Linked DNA regions of Mus musculus: region 1 is linked to region 2. A link is a contact called in public Micro-C data. All regions are on one chromosome and are shown on one strand. Each heading gives the region's core, a stretch centred on a gene start, on an enhancer-like site or on the middle of the called end of the contact. The rest is flanking DNA. Distances are from core to core; before and after follow the strand shown.

The links. A called contact is a pair of places that touch in the nucleus more often than the background predicts.
Region 1: a contact with region 2 is called in a Micro-C map of brown adipocytes, with 4 times the contacts expected there. The contact joins the enhancer-like site here to the promoter of B3galt2 in region 2. A contact is called at or near these places in 4 of 484 Hi-C or Micro-C datasets (brown adipocytes, cortical neurons and group 2 innate lymphoid cells) and 2 of 115 datasets of contacts at active chromatin or transcription factors (both in embryonic stem cells).

The regions. Positions count from the first base shown.
Region 1 is chr1:143,553,342-143,557,960 of GRCm38.p6, reverse strand. No RefSeq gene overlaps it. Among named protein-coding and RNA genes, the nearest start is that of Gm35303, 38 kb to the right of the region's middle. Within about 2 kb of position 3,175, at least 14 of the 459 cell types and tissues checked have an H3K27ac peak or open chromatin away from gene starts, as enhancers often do. A contact at or near this core is called in brown adipocytes, where this site is marked.
Region 2 is chr1:143,637,919-143,642,487 of GRCm38.p6, reverse strand. It overlaps B3galt2 (UDP-Gal:betaGlcNAc beta 1,3-galactosyltransferase, polypeptide 2), which reads right to left and starts at 1,791. Exons shown (of 2, transcript NM_020025.4): 1 at 1,146-1,791. All of the region lies in intron 10 of Cdc73 (cell division cycle 73, Paf1/RNA polymerase II complex component), which reads left to right.

The DNA of each region.
Region 1 (4,619 bases), core at 1,926-4,425, 86 kb after region 2:
ACCCATACCAGGAAAACATAACTAAAATTGAGGACCTGGCTAGAGGTTCAGTGGGGACAAGTGTGAGTTATACCCCAGGGGCCATCACTGGCAGTGGCTACATTTGCCTGTCTATCTCCAGCAGGCCAGCAGTATCTCACCTTGAACATTAGAGGAAAAAAATCCATGTAGCAGGAGGGTGGAGAAAAAAATAAGATACTCAAAAATATGCCCAGAGTATTCCATCCTTCTAAACTAGGTCTGTTTTAGGAATCCCCCCCCTTTTTTTTTTTAAAACCAAACTGCACTCTGGACTTTCCTTGTGTCCATCCCCTGGGAGAAGAGAAATGCCTTATCCAGCCTTCTTCAGTCTTCATGCTGGGGAAAGGGATAGTCAACATTTGTCCTGTCTAGCCTTCATGCCTCACCTATAGGGGACTGGAGACTCTGAGAAGGTCATGAGAATGTCACAGTTCAGAAACACAGGGTCATTGTAAGATCAACTAGAAGTGGTGCCTCTCACCATTTACCTTACTGTCTTGTCAGTAGAGGTATATTTGTCACGATGCCTTTCTTTCTACACATCATGTCTGGCTCACATAATAATAATTACAAGGTATACTTTACAGGCAAACAAAACACATTCCTCCCCCAACAAACACAGTTTCGAGAGAAAGAGGCTGCAGGAGAACTGGAGCCATGTATGGCAGGATTGATGGAATTACTAGGCTGAGAGTTTTCTAGAGCTGATTTATGTGCTAAGAGCTCTAGTGGAAAAAGACATGCAAAGGAGAAATATAAAAGAAACAGGGAGATGGAAGCTCTAAGAAACAATAAAATTCCAGAGATCAAAAACCCTTTGTAACAAAAATGAATAATAGTTTGGTGGCCCTGCCAGCTCTTTCAAGAGAAGGCAGAGCATCATGATAACGAAAAGACTGTCTTCTCTACATATGGTACTGAAATGGCTGGACATTCACCTACAAAAAGTACATCTGATGTATAGTAAATAAGTGGGAGTAAGTGTGGGTGTAGGCTATGAAACTAGAGAGTAGACCACAATGAGAGAAAAGAGGTCTTAGGAAGGGGGTCAGTAGGTCACAGGATACATGAAAATGAAAGGAGTTTATGGGTGGGGGCAAAGGGTGGAAGGGGAACTGAGAGATGGGGAGAGCAGGGAAGGGGAAAAAATCAACACATACACATTTTGCTTGAAAGTGCTGCAATGAAACCTAATACTGTGTGTGCTCCCTAAAAGTTGATTTTAAACACAGACTCTAGATATAGACTTTGGATCATTTGTTAAACCAATATCGAATGGATCATAGCTCTAAATACAAAACACAAATGCAGAAAACTGCTGGAAGGCAGCAAGGGAAAAATTTGAGATGACTTGTGTTTGGTGATAGGTTTTTAGATCCAACAGTTTGACCCCAGAAGGAAAGGCCTTTATCCATTTCATTAAAATGAAGCCCTTTGCTGTAAGAGGAGCACTGTCATGAGGAAGACACGATATAGATTGGAAGAAAATGTTTGCAAAAGATATACTTTATAAAGGATTGTTCTATGAACTACACAGAGGAGTAAACTGAACGGTGAGACAAAAACAATCAGATGAAGACCATAGTGGGCACTCTAGCAAAGAGGATACAGAGGTAGAAAATAAGCATGTGAAAATGTGCTCACATCACAGGTTATCTGAAAAATAACTACACACCTACACACCTATTCGAAAGACCTGAGTCTGGGCACACAAACCCAGTTAGGCTGGGGTACCTTGGGAATTCTCTTTCTTACCCATGGGAAAGCAAAAGCAATTTAGGTATTTCATTAACAACTTAATGGTTCTTTCTTTTGTTTTTTAAATTTAATTTTTTTTACTTATTGACTCTACATCCCTCTCACTGTCACCCTCCCTGTCACCCCTCCCACAATCCTTCCCCCATACTTCTTCCCCTTCTCCTCTGAGTGCATGGGAACCCCCCCTGGGTATTTCCTACCATCACCATCACACACACCTCCCCACCTTCCAAAGTCTCTTCAAGGCTAGGCACTTCCTCTCCCACTGAGGCCATTCAAGGCAGCCCAGCTAGAAGAACATTTCCCACCTACAGGCAACAGCTTTTGGGATATCCCCAATTCTAGTTGTTCAGGACCCACATGAAGGTCAAGCTGCACACCAAGCAGACAAGGCTTCATTTAAGTAATTTGTCCAGAACAGCAAGGCTGTTAGGGAGAGGGCTCTGGGTCTGTTTAACATATGAAAGTACCTTGAGTCTTTCTTCCTTCCTTAGTCTGAATTCCATTCCCCGTGCTTGTGCTTGGCCTGCAGCTGGAGACAATCTCTTAAAAGCTTTTCCTGGGAGAACCACTTAAGGTGAAGCAGCAGGAGGCTGGACTCCAGGTGTCTCTCAAAGCTAATCCAGGTTCTTTCCCTCTAGCTCAGTGGTTCTCTGCCTTCCAATGCTGGGACCCTTCAATACAGATCCTCATGTGGTGCTGACCCCCTCCCCCCACCACAAAATTATTTTACTGCTACTTCATAACTGCAATCTTGTGACTATCGTGAATTGTAATGTAAATATCTAATGTACAGGATACCTGATAATGCAACTCCCAATGGGATCTCGAGCCACAGGTTGAGAACTACCTCCTAACTCTTCTTTGAACTGAATAATCACATGTTCCTCTGAGACTGTAGCACCAGCAGTTTGTGCTTTGTAGGTGAGCCGATGTTGCTACTATTTCCTATATTTGATTTCTCTGCAGGTTTCTGGGGTGGTGGTTTTCCTGTGAACTCATTTCACTAATTGACCAAAATGAAACTATTGAATTTTCATTTGTTCAACAGCTATTGTTTTGTTGTGAGGATGGCATAAGGATGCCAGGCTTTTTTTTTTTTTTTTTTTTTTTTTTTTTTTTTTTTTTTTTTTTCATGTTGGAGTTGAAATGAAATGAGAAACCCCCAGCACACTTTATATCACACACTAGGGGTTATGATTCATGTCTGTAATCTCAGCTCTTCGGAAGACTGAGGCAGGAGGATCAAAGCTCAAGGCTAACTGGGGCAATTTAGGATCAAAAGTAAAAATGCAAATGCTGTCACCTTGCCACAAGTTGCTGAATACCATAGGGAGCTTCCACTTCGAAAGCTGTGTGTTGAAATCTTACAAATTACTCAATAAACACAACAGTTCAGGGGTAAAGGTTAAAATTGACAAAAGGGGGTAGAGGGAGCTGTGGGTGTCCTTAAAGTATCTGACTAGCCTGCACTTTCTTAACAGCTAATAGAGGTGATCTTAGGTTTGGCTGAGTTAGAGTTAACTTAAAATAGAAATAACACTGAAACCCAACTTGGCCCATTGGTTTGGACATTGTCTATTATTTCGCTCATCTTTGAAAACAGAACTGAGTAGTGGCAACAGAGATTGGAAGTGAGAGAGAGAGGGAGAGGGAGAGGGAGAGGGAGAGGGAGAGGGAGAGGGAGAGGGAGAGGGAGAGGGAGAGGGCACCAGCTTTTGGAAAGTTTTAAGATGTAATTTTTGCTGTAATAGTTACATCCATGCTTTGCATTTTTTCTCTTACTAAGACAATGTATCATTTTAAAATTTAGATTGTTCTCTTTATACATTTTCTACTTGAAAACTTATCTCTTCGACTAGTTAAATAAAATACTAGAATTCAATGTCATGTCCATACTTCCTCTTAAATTTCCACTGACAATGAAATGTATTGTATCCTTTAACATTTCTCATAATAGTGGGTGTTGGAACTTGCAGACAAAATGTTGGGAAACACCTAGTAAGCAGCATGGTGTGGTAGCATCCTGAAGTATTCCTTTGATCTCAAACGGTGGATGGATAGTCTAGAACATAGATCAACAGTTTAGAAGGCCACTCCACATTCTCCTTTGAGTTCAGATGATCCTATAAGGTTATTGTAAAAGAAATGTTTTATCTTAGAGGAAAGACACTTTCCCCAATCCTACATTAATTTAATGTTTTTGTTTAAAGCAATGCCTGGTGATTCAAGAATCAAGGATAGTAATACAATAATATCCTAAGAAATAATTGAGTTTTAATACAACAGTCTTTTCAAAAAGTTAAATTTCCTATCAATTGAGAATCAGTTGCAATGGCAAAATGCTTAAATACTCTTGATTAATATTTAAGAATCTCTGTGACTACATTTGCATACATGTATATTGTGAAAATAGTATATGAAATCAGCTCTGATTTGAAAAAAGGCTTAAGAAATACCATTTTTATGGTGCCGTATTAGCATTATATTTTAACAAAATGTAGTAGTTCTTCAGTGAATCGGAAAAAAGATTATAAAATCCCATGATAAAATTTAAATCTCTTGCTTATTTTGCATATTATTTAAATTGAACTTGATTTAATTACAATATTTGTGCATCTTTAATACAGTATTTCTTAGTACACATCATATTTTTTCAGCTACTTTAATTCAGAGAAGTCTCTTTTCTGCACAAATTAATAAAACATGATTCTGTCATCAAGGAGTTTACAATTTTAGAGAAGAGATTAAATATATATGAAGGTAACAGTTCATCATTTGAAAAACTCTTTGTACCAGTGGTACGCTTGGCACTGTCTGCGAGCGAGGCCTGGAGAACA
Region 2 (4,569 bases), core at 542-3,041:
CTGTCCTGCAGACACATGTAGAGGCAGTAGGCAGGTCATTATCACATGTAAATAAAGCTTAGAAACCTACTGTGGATATTATTTGACCTTGTATTTGACCATTATTAATATGTGCTGTATATTAAGCTATTTTATGTTAGTTTTTTTTTTTCCATTTTTTATTAGGTATTTAACTCATTTACATTTCCAATGCTATACCAAAAGTCCCCCATATCCACCCACCCCCACTCCCCTGCCCACCCACTCCCCCTTTTTGGCCCTGGTATTCCCCTGTACTGGGGCATATAAAGTTTGCAAGTATGTTAGTTTTTTAATTTCACTTTTATAATTAACTCCAGGAACAGTCTTACACTTGATTATTTAGAATCACTCTGTTACTTAAAAACTCCCTGTTTCACCAATCTATTTAGAGCAACTATTGATCTCTCTTTGTTAAAGTTGTATTCATTGATACTGTAATAACATGTGACTGACTACTGTGGTGGTGTTATGCTTTGCATAAACTCACTAGCGTTTTAATCTGATGGCTAATGTTGTAACTTGTAGTATCTCCTTGTAGCTCAGTAACACTTAAAATTTGCTGATGTACTCCTGAATTGTTTCTATCTCTCTCTGAAGAGATAGATATTACAGAGAATATATTACTATGAACTAAGATTTTGTTTTGAAGAGATTTTCTAAAAATACCTCAAGATAATAAGATCATATTTATGCTATTTAATATAATTTTACCCCACTGTCTCTTGATAACCATTTTAAAGAAGGTGCTTTAATTTATTAGATAAGGAATCAATTTGACCTAATTTGCTAGAGAATTGCTGTTTTTTTAAAAAAAAGGCTAGAGAGCTCTTTTTTTTTTTCTTTTTAGTTTAATTTCTCAGACATTCTTTTCAGTAAATCTAGTTACTATTTGGTTTTCCTTGTAATGTTACAATCCTGCAGAATTACTCCCAGTTATTTAATTGAATAAAGCAACGACAGCTTGTCTAGTAGAAAAGGCAAATTTAAAATCGTGTATTTAGAAAGCCTTTCATAGTTTGAAGGGCAGTGGACTGTATGAACTTGTTTATCAAGTGTATCAGTGCCTGTATGGTTAGGAAATTAAAACACATTTAATGAACATCATACACAAGACAGCAACATACCTTTCTTTCTTGGTCAGACCATTAGATGGAGAGGATTATGTCTACTGAAAATACTTTTGGCACGCCATCACTTCAGCAAAAAACGATGCTATCGAACATGCGCACATCCCCCAACAGTCTGCCTCCTGTGATTGCTTTTCACAGTATCCAAAGTGTCCATCTGTCGGGGTGTCTTCAAGTTACCCTTCTTGTTCATATGTCTATATCTTATAGTCTTCAGAGATTTTTCCTTTCTTTCATTTTCTCTCTTTCACTAAACAAAAGAGCTGTAGCTGTCTGTTGTATTTGGTGCACAGTTGACTCTTTCCGACAGTTGATGCATTGAAGCTCTTTACATCTGCTGTATTCCCGGCTGGACAATGCAGTGCTGTATTCTCTTCTCAGTATCCATATTTCTAGTAATAGCGCTGAGCTGCAATGTTAAGCAGCAGAGCTGTGGTTTAGTGTTTCAGTTGCATTGGGGGAAAAAAAAAGGCTTTGCCTTTCTCCGTCGTGGTTGCCTGGCAGCTGCAGGAAGGATTTTTGAGCTGTTTTCCTGGGGTTTTGGTCTGTAATGTGAAATGCACCGTTCTTCCGTGCTGCACAGGCAGGCAGCAGTTTAAATGTGGGCTTGACAGATGCTGTCTCTGACAGAGCAGAATTTAACGTCACTGCTTGGCTGAGTCCCACGTGATTGTTTGCGTTCATTTTGACTAAAAACCCGAGGTAGGAGAAAGCTTAGAAATCTTCCTCTTATGTGACACATCATATTTATTCAGAACAAATACAAGCATTAGGATGAAATGGAGGTTATGGTTTTTTAATCTTTATTTGAACTTATGCACAGGCTTTCTAAATATTTCTGTGTTGGACGGTGGCTTTCATGTGTCTTAGAGACTTTTTTAGAGCAGAAGTAATAAAAGCTTTTACATGTAAGTTGGTGTAGTTTAACTCTTTCAGTGCATTCCTGCTCTTACAGTTTTTGTCTGATTGTTCTGATTTGCTAGTCTAGTTAAAACTCCTTCATTATCTATTGTCTATAACTTAGATTTCCTCCCCTGTTTTCTCCAGCTTATCTAAGTCAGCTGCCTGCACTTACTTCATGTTGCGATACTGCCTACTTTTTTGCTCTGTGCAGTTTTTAGTGTTCTTGAAAGTAGTAAATTTAATTTTAAATCACTTTCTTGTTATCAATATTAATTTTTTTTCATGTAAAATAATGTGTATCACAGAATTAAAAATGATATAGTACATAGAACACACATGAATAGATTTTCTTGAAGATTGGTGAGTAGTTCTGCAGGATTGGTTGCATTTTGACTAAAAACCTTAGGTAGAGACAACCTTGGAACTTTGCTTCTTATATAGAAAATAGTATGCTTATATAGATTGCAGATGTGTGTTTAAATAAGTATAGTGATGCGCTAGAGTCTGTTGCTTCTAATAATGTTTAATACTTTAGAAAATGGTTTAGTAAAATGCCATCAAACAGTTTTTTTTTTTTTCCCTTACATATTAGAGACTCTGAAATCCTTCTCTGGTATACTTAACTAAGTGCCTGGACATTTGGGCACCCCCCCCAACCCCCCCCAGGAGAGCACTCGGCAGGCATGTTTGTTACTTGTTTTTATGGCTATAACTAACAATTCCCCTCTGATATTCTAAAGACAGTAACTATATAGTTTTAGAGCTTATGCTATATATTTTAGGGATACGGACTTTATCCATTTTCACAGACCATGATATATTATTTCAGGTGAATAAAAATTACATTTCCTCTAATAGTATTCAATTACTCATCTTCATGTGTTAATTCCAGTGTGCTTTCTTGGTTTAGGTATACCCTATAACTGTCCTAGTTTGTGTCTTACTCCCCCTAGAAATGATAAGATGGTAAAAAAGAAGGAAAAAGAAAAGTATAAGGAGAAACTTAAAGCTTAGAACTTTGGCTTTCCTAAGTTAGAAGAGGAATAAAACCCGTGTTTCTTAGTATTTGGCTCTTAAAGCTATATACTATATTCTTCACTGTCTTTTTTTCTTGTCTTCATAGACAAATTATTGATTCTGCTTAAATTATTCCTCCAAAGTAGAAGTGGCCTTTTTAATATCAGTGATTCCTAATATTAGGGCTTAACTGAGGTTAGAGGTCTGTACAATTATTGTCTATTCCAAATTAGATTGAGCTATAAGTACCTGAGCTGGTTGTAAATGATATTCGCTTATGATAGCTTAATTTTCTAATATCTACTTTACAGATGAGATACTGGTACCCAGAGTTCTGTAACCTAAATACCAGCTAATTACTGATAGGAAAGATGGTTAGTTTAAAATTTTGAAACAGGATTATTTAAATTTTTAAAATCTGAATTCCTGTAATCCACTCTTAAACATTATACTACATGGCTGCTGAAGAAATTGTGAATGTTCCCACCCAAATATTGACATAGTACCCCAGGAATCATTAGTAGAATACTGAATGCATTTTGACTTTTTTCATTAAATGTTAACACTACACTGCTTTATGCTAACATGCACATTAAAGCACAGCTTATTAATTATTGGTAATATGAGGATGACTGAATACATTTTCCATCCTTTTTCTAGGGAAGGAGAAAATAACTATTCTGCCAATTATTTTTAGAATATTTTAAATCCATCCTTTGATGATACTTAGAGCAGGACAGTGCTAGCTAGATAAGTTCTCTACTTTGGATCTGTACCCCCCACAATGTCTTTCTTTAATTCTATTAAAAGGTGTTTTTATTTTTAATTTACAGTAGTTATTACATATTGGTGAGGTACCAGTGAGACATTTTATACAATGTGTACTGATCATCCCAGAACAACTGGCATATATGTCATCTCTGAGATGTCCTATTTTTGGTACTGAATTGGATTTATTATGGATCTCAGTTACTAAGGGCTTTATGGATAACTCAATAATGATTCCTGTCTATGTTGGGTTCAAGCCTGAATTACCGACTAGTGAGAATTTTGTTTTTACTGCTTTCTATTGAGCAAGTGTTTATATGACAAGGAGATCCCTAAGATTGGTAACCAGGCCTAGTGTGTATCAGGCATAGTACTCATGTATGTATACAGTAAGCAAGAATTTAAATAAGATCAACTTTTTTTTCTTAAAATTTAAGTTGACTAACAGCTTACAGTATAGAAAAATAGTAGCAATGATATAAACTTTTTTTTTTTTTTTTTTTTTTCGAGGCAGGGTTTCTCTGTGTAGCCCTGGCTATCCTGGAACTCACTCTGTAGACCAGGGTGGCCTCAAACTCAGAAATCTGCCTGCCTCTGCCTCCCAGGTGCTGGGATTAAAGGCGTGCACCACCACTGCCCTGCTGATATAAACTTTTCTTCAGTGATGTTTTCTAAGAACTTCAGGTTTCCAGGCAAGAGAAATGATAAAAATGTGTTATGTTTCAACCTTGTC